3 separate regions of the Sus scrofa genome follow, and regions 2 and 3 are each linked to region 1. A link is a contact called in public Hi-C and promoter capture Hi-C data. All regions are on one chromosome and are shown on one strand. Each heading gives the region's core, a stretch centred on a gene start, on an enhancer-like site or on the middle of the called end of the contact. The rest is flanking DNA. Distances are from core to core; before and after follow the strand shown. Region 1 holds the start of DPH1 (2-(3-amino-3-carboxypropyl)histidine synthase subunit 1). Region 2 holds the start of TSR1 (pre-rRNA-processing protein TSR1 homolog). Region 3 holds the start of MNT (max-binding protein MNT).

Evidence for each region. Promoter capture Hi-C pulls out the DNA fragments that hold promoters and counts their contacts. A called contact is a pair of places that touch in the nucleus more often than the background predicts.
Region 2: a Hi-C map of liver shows a contact between it and region 1, with 2.7 times the contacts expected there. The contact joins the promoter of TSR1 here to the promoter of DPH1 in region 1. A contact is called at or near these places in 2 of 5 promoter capture datasets (fetal liver and liver) and 1 of 47 Hi-C or Micro-C datasets (liver).
Region 3: a contact with region 1 is called in a promoter capture Hi-C map of liver, with 2.6 times the contacts expected there. The contact joins the promoter of MNT here to the promoter of DPH1 in region 1. A contact is called at or near these places in 1 of 5 promoter capture datasets (liver) and 1 of 47 Hi-C or Micro-C datasets (liver).

What each region holds. Positions count from the first base shown.
Region 1 is chr12:48,145,039-48,147,738 of Sscrofa11.1, forward strand. It overlaps DPH1 (2-(3-amino-3-carboxypropyl)histidine synthase subunit 1), which reads left to right and starts at 1,326. Exons shown (of 13, transcript XM_021067606.1): 1 at 1,326-1,457. The coding sequence starts at 1,394. RTN4RL1 (reticulon-4 receptor-like 1) reads right to left here and starts at 1,271. Exons shown (of 2, transcript XM_021067605.1): 1 at 810-1,271.
Region 2 is chr12:48,416,214-48,418,913 of Sscrofa11.1, forward strand. TSR1 (pre-rRNA-processing protein TSR1 homolog) reads right to left here and starts at 1,409. Exons shown (of 15, transcript XM_021067603.1): 1 at 362-1,409; 2 at 112-215. The coding sequence starts at 458. SGSM2 (small G protein signaling modulator 2) reads left to right here and starts at 561. Exons shown (of 24, transcript XM_021067596.1): 1 at 561-695.
Region 3 is chr12:48,485,342-48,488,041 of Sscrofa11.1, forward strand. MNT (max-binding protein MNT) reads right to left here and starts at 1,396. Exons shown (of 6, transcript XM_021067616.1): 1 at 950-1,396. The coding sequence starts at 1,022.

The DNA of each region.
Region 1 (2,700 bases), core at 76-2,575:
GGAGCCAATCTTTCCCTCTTGGAACACACAGCTGCAGCCAGAGCGACAACTGTCCACAGGCTGGGCCTTAGGGTCCTGAATGGGGAGAGACTCGACTCAGATTGTTCCTGGAATTGAGATCCTGCACCCTGGTCCAGAGAACCTGGAGGAAATGGGAAAGTCCAGGCTGGACTCTTGTCAAGGTGACAGGGTGTTCCTTGGACCCATGTTGGCTACATTCCTGTCCAAAGCTGTGATTGTCCTAAGAGCATCAGTTGGTGGTCTGAGAGGCAGAGCACTGACCCCTTCTGGTCCTCCCCTTGGCTGCTCATTCCCAGCCTGCTCAGCCAGCCCTCCTCTCTGGGCAGCCTCCCAGGCAGGGCCTGTCCCTGGCTGCTTGTTTTTCACTTCTCCCTGCACCTTAATTAGGAGTTTCCAAGCAGGGAGGGCCTCCAGGGGAGCCTGAGGCCAGAGAGCTGCCTTAAAGGGCCAGATGTGCTCACACAGAGCAGAGAAAAAGATGGTGTGCCAGAGGGCTGGGTGGGCAAACAGCCCTGGGGGAACCTTGCTCTAGGGGGCAGACCTTGCTGCAAGCCAGTCCTGCAGGTACCCTGCTCCTCCAAAGGCCAAGTCTGTCTCGCTGGCTGTTCTGACTTCTCTTTGGGATCCCAGGAGCTCAGGCCCCTGATCAGGAGAAAGGCTACCAAGGCCTGAGAGGCAGCCTAGGCAGGGCAAACACTGGCCAGAATCTGGAAGGTTTAGGCAGTTGAGACCTTGGACTTCTGAACCCTCCCGGGAAAGCACCCTCAGGCCGGGGCGGGGGGTCTTACCCTGGTAGCAGTTTTTCACACGTGAACCTTTCACTCTGTGGGTTCTAAGGTGTAAGGAGCACCCCGGCGCTCCGGAAATCGGCACCAAGCTTCAACTTGGAACTGGCCCGGTGGCCGGTGAGTTCTGTCCTGTCCAGTCAGTGGGGTCCTCAGAGGCTGGGAATGCGCCCCTACCCACCGCCACCAGGGCCCATAACCGAGGAGACACGGAGGAGAGCTGAAGGAAGACCTGGTGGTATCCCCATTCACAAGACTCTGTCCGCAGAACTGGGCCAAAAAGTTGGCAAATAGAGGGGCACCATTCCGGGAGAGCCAGTTTCGGGCTGCCGGGAAGGAAGGGGAGGTGGGACAGAGTCGCCGAGAGCACGCAACAGCGGTGGTCGGGGACCACTAGGGGCTCCGGAGAGTCACGACCTTCGGAGCTGAGGCAGGGGCCCACTCTAGCCACGCCCCTATCTTTCTCCTTCACGGTCCCCGCCTCCCAAATCCCCGCCCGTCGCTGGCCGATCGGCGATCGATCGCGCTTGTCTGCGCTCTCAGCGTTCTTCTAGTGCTGTCTTTCTGGTCCCAACGTGGGCCAGGTGATGATGGCGGCGCTAGTTGCGGCCGAGGCCACAGAGCCCCGCGGCCGAAACGGCCCGGGCAGAGGTGGGTACTACACGGGTGCGGCCTCTGGACCTCGCATCTTGGCATAGGGTCCCCAAGTCAGGGACAGGACCAGCCCCCTTTAACGGCAGCGGCGCCTTTCTGCGCCAGACTCAGAAGGCCTCGCGGTCACTTCCTTCGGGCTGCTGTCGCTGGAGCCCAGGGGGACCGGCCCTTCTTTTGTAGCCGTAAGGCATGGTCAGGAGCAGCCCCTCCTAGGAGCTCGTAGTCCTCAAGCCGTAAACGCTGCCTCCCTGCCTTGGCGGGCAGACAGACGCTTGTAGACTCACGGATAGGACGGACCTGACAGGGAGGGAGGGAGCCAGGCATTCCCCTAGCGTGCCCTCGGAGAATGCTTCAGGGAAGAGGCGCAAGGTTTCATTCACCCGACCCTTGCAGCTGGCCTGTGCTAGGTGTATGGACTTGACTGCAGCCCTACCCTCAGGGATCTCTCGCAGTCTACGGAAGAATACTAACGTAAGCAGAAGGTTACAGCCAAGTGATAAAGGAGGAGGCGCCTACTGGCCCTTGGGACGAATTGAGCTGCTAGAATTAGCAGCTCCCACACCCCAGCAACACAAGGGACTTGAGCCTGTCAGAGGAGCTTCTGTGAGGGGCAGGAGTAGAGACACCGGCCCTTTGAGACAACTGAACAAAAATCATAGCAGTGGTAACCTTTAAATCTGGACTTAGAGTTCTAGCCTGCCATTCTAGTTCTCCACTGAACCATCACTACCACCACCCTTGCACCCACCCACCCCAGCCCCGGGCTGAAGTGTCAGGTCTGGCAGAATCCCTGGCAGAAGTTTAGGCATATAGTGCAGGCTCAATAAATAATTCGCTGAGGAGTTCCGTCGTGGTGCAGTGGTTAACGAATCCGACTAGGAACCATGAGGTTGCGGGTTCGAGCCCTGCCCTTGTTCAGTGGGTTAAGGATCCGGCGTTGCCGTGAGCTGTGGTGTAGTTCGAAGACAGGGCTTGGAGCCCGCGTTGCTGTGGCTGTGGCGTAGGACGGCGGCTGTAGTTCCGATTAGACCTCTAGCCTGGGAACCTCTATATGCCGCGGTTGCGGCCCTAGAAAAGGCAAAAAGACAAAATAAATAAATAAATAATAATAATAATAATAATAATTCGCTGAATAAATTCATTTCTCGCCTTGTCACATTCTAGAGCTGTCTGGTGCCTAAAGAGAGAACTGGGGATTGGGCTAAACTGAATTATGGGTAGTAGGATGCTGATTGAGGGC
Region 2 (2,700 bases), core at 159-2,658, 270 kb after region 1:
TTACTCTCCATCCCCCGCCCATTCCCAGGGTCACATTTTCTAGTTTTTTAGACATTATCCGCTCAGAAAGGTTGTGAAGCCACACTACTCCCCAATCCCCACTCCTCTCACCGCCTCCTTTTTCTGCTTTCGGAGCTGGCTGGCGCGATGCCTCTGGTCTACTCTGCTAAGATCTTTTCTCACCTTCTTGCTTAGAGTTTTCAGAGCTAGACGACCTAGAAGGATATTAGAAAGGACTCTTGGGCAAAGGTACTAGCAGAAGACCGGCTTCAGGCCGGAGATAGGAGGTAAATTCTGGGCATGGAGAGAAGTAGTTAATGTCGACCAAACAGCCCTTCTTCCTTCAACCCTATCTTCTCACCCTTGCCGTCCCGCTGCGCGGATCCACGACCACGATGCCGCCCGCCTTTGTGAGCTTTATTCTGCTGCTTGAGCGGGCCGGAGCGATGGGCCGCCATGCTGCCGCTCACATGTACCAAGTCAGCACTACTTCCGGAACAGGCCGAACGCTTCCGGCCCCCTCAGTGGGGGCGTGTCCTCCCCTGGCGGGGTGGGGCGCCACGCGTACTCTCGCGAGGATCTCTGCTACCCGGTAGTGAGAGCTTTGAGCTAGCGTCTCCGCAAAACCTGCACGTAAAGTTTCCCCTGTGGTAGTTTGCTGTTGGGTGCTTCAAAACGGCGGGTGTAGAGTCAAGGTTTGGGCTCTCGGTCTCCCTTGTATTTTCATTTTTTGCGCTGTTCTCTTAGGAAGATTCTCCATTCGTGCGTTAGAAGGCAAAGCCCCTCCTCTCAGCTTCGTTTAAGCCGCTCCTCAGTTTGCTGCAGCAGGTGTCCTTTATTACTTTAAGCAACGTTGCCTCGCCCTCCATTCCCAGGTGGGGCTGTTTAAATCTACAAGGCAAATGGTGTGGACGGCGCAGGTCTCACCTCCACAGGCTCCGTAAAAGCTCCTGTTCGTCTCGGTTACCCCAACCCGCACCCCCGCCTCCAACGTAGCTGCAAGAAGGGACAGGTGGGACGTGGCGACCCCTCGGGGGTAGGACGGCTGATTTTGATTCTCGTGCCCTCAGGGCTGACGAGCCTCTACAGGTTGGGGCGGCCGCGCTCCCGCTCATCTCCCCACAGGCTTTGCAGCTGAGGGCGCCCGGCTGGCAGGAGGGTTTGAAGAAACGCTAGCATTCCGCGGACTTTCTCCCAGCCATGGGACTAATGTCTTCCCCGTGGCCAGACTCGAGGCGCTGGGGGCCCCAGCCCTTCCCGTCGGGAAAACGAGCGGGTAGGAATCAGGGACATCTAGCTGGATGGGGGCTAGCTTCGGAGCGAAGGACTCTGCCCTCAGTCGCGGGGTCCCGGGCGCGCCCCGCCTCCTCGCCCCGCGCTGTGCTAGGCCAGCTGCTGGCCCTCACAATGCGGGTTCGCGCCCTCGGGGCTGGAGCAGCGCGCGTTGCCATGACAGCGGCTGGCGTGGCGCGCGCCCCGGCCTGCCGCCCGCAGGCGCGCACAGCCTCCCCCCGCCCGACCCCTCCCCCCCGCGTGGCTGAGCGCACCCCCCCACCCCGCCCCCGGCTGTGGGAAGGGGCCGGGCCAGCCTCCTGACGTCTGTGTGGGGCTCGGAAGATGGCTGCGGAGCCCAGCACCGGGCAGTGGCTGCGGCTGCAGCAGCGGGCGGGGAGCGCGGCGGGCGGGGGCTCCTCCTGGTGCGTGGGGCGCTGAGCTGAGAGGCGCGGAGGCGGCGAGGGCGCGTGAGGGGCTTCGGGGGCCGCCGGGCACCTCCTCCCAGTCAGCCGCCGCACGATGGGCAGCGCGGAGGACGCAGTCAAAGAGAAACTGCTGTGGAACGTGAAAAAGGAGGTAAAGTCAGGGCACCGACCCCCGGGTGCTCGCGTCCTTGCCCCCGCGGCCCGGGGGACTGACAGATCGGCGCCCATCTCCGGACGCTGGCCTCGGGCGGGGGCGGGGTCCTGGACTGGGGTCTCACGCACCACTCCGGGTCAGCGGGCAGCTCCCCTCGGTCCCCGGAGCTAGGCAGGCGCTCCTAGGCTTGTTTGCTCTGAGATCCCGCAGCTCCCCGCCCTGTGGCAACCGGCAGTGCTGGGAGAGCGAGACCGAGGTCGGGGGAGGGGTGCCGGCGATTTCTGGAGAACCTGAGGTGCCCATTCATTATCCGCGCCGAGTGGGGAGGGGGCGGGGCCCCGCGCGGGCCTCCACGGCGCTAAACTGGTGACTTGGGGGCTTAGCTCGGGTTTACCCTACACCCCATCTGGTTATTTTTCTGAGTCGCGACTGCAGGAAGGTTCGCCCGCACACCTTCACTGCTTCTCACTCCACGCCCACCTCCATACCCAGAGGCTAGGGGGTTTATTGAGTATGGTTAAAACTCAGGATTTTTTCCTCTTTTGAGGAGCCCCCTCGCCCTGTCAGAAAGAGAAAAAGCCTCTCTCTGTACTGTACTAATGTCCTTTACTTTGACCCTGCCCTAAAGCCCATTTCAATTTCATGGGGGAGGGGGAGATGTGCCCATGTGAATGACTCACCCACATCTGAGAGCTAGAGAGCTCAAACCTACAGAGTGGATTAGGAATGGATTAGGCCTCTGGATGGAGCCTTACACTCCTCCCACCTACCTCTCTGCCAGATGTGTAAACTCCACGAAAGCAGGAAACCCATCTTTTTTTGTCCAGAATTGTATCTATGCCCGGC
Region 3 (2,700 bases), core at 146-2,645, 340 kb after region 1:
GCCGCGCAGTCCCCAGCGGGAGTGTCCCCGGTGCACGTGGTCGGGGGCGGGCCCTGTCCACGTCACCACCCGGTGTAACCAACGGGCTTAGAACGCAGGCACACGCAACATTCCAGCCGAGAGCGGGTTTAGAAGGCGCAGACACGCCACATTCCACACCGGCTAAAGTGGGGCGCAGCAAGGGGGGCCCCGGGTCTGCCCCCGGCGACCTTCGGGCCGTTTCACCGATGCACTAATCAGCCCGGCTCTCACCCAAACCCCTGACGCGCGACCCAGCCCAGTTGTGGGAGGCGGGGTCAGGCGGGGCTGGCCAGGATCATAAGACACGCGATGTCATTTTCATTCTGCAAAGGCCGCCTCCGCCCCAAGCGGCGAGTAAGATCTGCCAGGAGCGCCCCCCGCACCCACCCCACAAGACTAGGGAAGCCGGGGAGCTGCTTCGCGTAGAGTAATTCCACCCCCCACTCCGTTACACACACGCCCACTCGTGTGCACTAGACACTCACCCGTGTAAACGTCCGTTCATCCGCTCTCATCGAGGCTCGCATCACACATCCCCTGTGCACACACGCACACGCCCGCGGGTCTGCCACCCCCACGCAACACCATTCTTCACCCCACCCCCCGGCTCGCACATCCTCAGCCCTACCGAGGGCGCTGCTGGCCCACGCGAAAGGAGCCCCTCACGAAAGGTGCACAAGTGGTGGTAGGCAGCTGGGGTGGCGCCCACAGGAGCCGGGTCCCCCGCTGCATGTTAACGAATTCATTAATTAATTTCACTGCCCACAACACTCTTCCTCCGGTGCCGGTTCTTCCGCGGAGCCTTGCAATGCCCGGCTTCGCGAGCCGCCTGGGAGAGGGTTCCGCCCGCGGTTTCGGGTGGGCTCGGGTACCAGGGTCGCTCGCCTCCCCTTCCCCGCTGCCCTAGGGGCCCAGCCCGGCCGCTCACCACGTGCTCTCTGTTGTTGCTGCGCTTGCCATTCCAGGAAGCGGGCCGCCTCCAGTAGCGTCTCTATGCTCATCGCGCCGAGAGCTGCCGGGGGCGCGCCGGGGCCGAGACTGCGGCCCGCGAGTCGAGCACAGGTCAGGCTGGCGGGCAGGCAGGAGGGAGGGATCACCTCCGGGGGGCGACAGGGCTGGGCGGCGCAGCGCACTCCGCAGGGAAGAACGGGGAAGCACAGGGAGAAAAACCAATGTCTCCCCAAATATTTGCAAAATGTAATTTGCAAATTTAAATATATTGATGCAAAAAAAATAAGGCGGCACTGCCTCACTCCTTCCCCTCCCACTCTTCCTCCCTTCCAATGCCTCCCGCCCCGCGGCCCCCAGGAGTCCCGCCGACAAGAAAAGGCTTTGCAACAAGATGGCGAGGAGGCACCGACACACACAACAAGGGAAGGAGCCGCGCTGCCCCCGGCCGCCGCCCCCGCTACTACACCGGGGCCGCAGCCAAAGCCCGGACCGGAGCCCCCGCCCGCAGGGCCGCGGCTTCTCACGAAGGGAGGGGCGTGGTCCCGGGCAGGCTGGCCCCGCCCACTCAAGACGGCGAGCGCACACGTGGCCTGGGTGGGGTGGGAGAAGCTCCAGCCGGGTTCGCGCCCTGCATTTCCGCTTTCCCGCCTCCCCCCGCCCCGATTGCAAGCCACAAGTTTAGCAAGGGCTGCATGTTTGTGTCATTCACAACTAAAATTATCCTGCTGGAGGGAAGGAAGGGTGGAAAACTCAAGACTCGAGTTAGTTCAAATAAGGATATTCCAGGTCAAGGAAACCTTAGGCTGGTAGAGACTGGCCCGAACCCTGGGTCCACACGTGACCTAATTCCCGCAACCACCAGGCTGTCGCAATTCCCCCGGGATCCGCCCCTGGGCGGAGCTGACGGCAGGAGGCTGCCAGAGAACTGGCAGAGGGAGCGGAGTGGCGATCCTGTTCCGCGTTTTGTCTCCGTTCCTCCCCCCGCAGTGCGTTCGCATCCTATTAGGCGACGTCACCGGGCCGCGGGCCAATGGGCGGGCAGGACAACACGGCATGGAGCAGCTCCACATGGACACCCCGCGCCGCCAGCCTTCTGTTTAAAGGGCCAGTGTCTAGCAGGGTCACATTCGCGGGTGCGGATGGGGACGCTGTGTGAAGGGTGGGACTCCGAAAGGGAAATTGTGCAGTTGTGACCTGATCTACTCTTTACTTTTCACTATCCTCCCTCCAAAACAAAGTGTCTCCCTTTCCTTCCTATAAACTCTTGCCTTTGTCCACGCGCCTCTGAGGCGGGCGGAAACTCCAAATGTGCCACCCCAGAAGTCGCCCTTTGCTCTGGGGCCGGACCGAGGGCAAATTAGGCTAGGTGTCCAAAGCCCAGACCGAGGGGGCGTGGCGCAAATCGGGAACAACAACGTGGAGGGCGGAAGCTCGGCCCTCCCAGTGGCTGGGCAACCAAGGCGGGAGCGGGGGCGGGGCCACCCGCCCGGCCACTATCGCTCTCGCGGGCGGGGTAAGACCCCTGGCCTGGCGCTTCCTCTGGCGGCTTCTTGCGGTAGAGTTTGGAGGCGTTTGGGGTACAAACAGAATTTGGTCCGTTTACCCAAATTCTTAAACTTTGCAGATAAGGAAACTGAAGACCAGAAAGGATTTTTCTGCGGTCACTCAATATTCCAGTTGCTCCTTTCCCCATTGGAGCATTTATACCTGACCCCATGGATGATGACT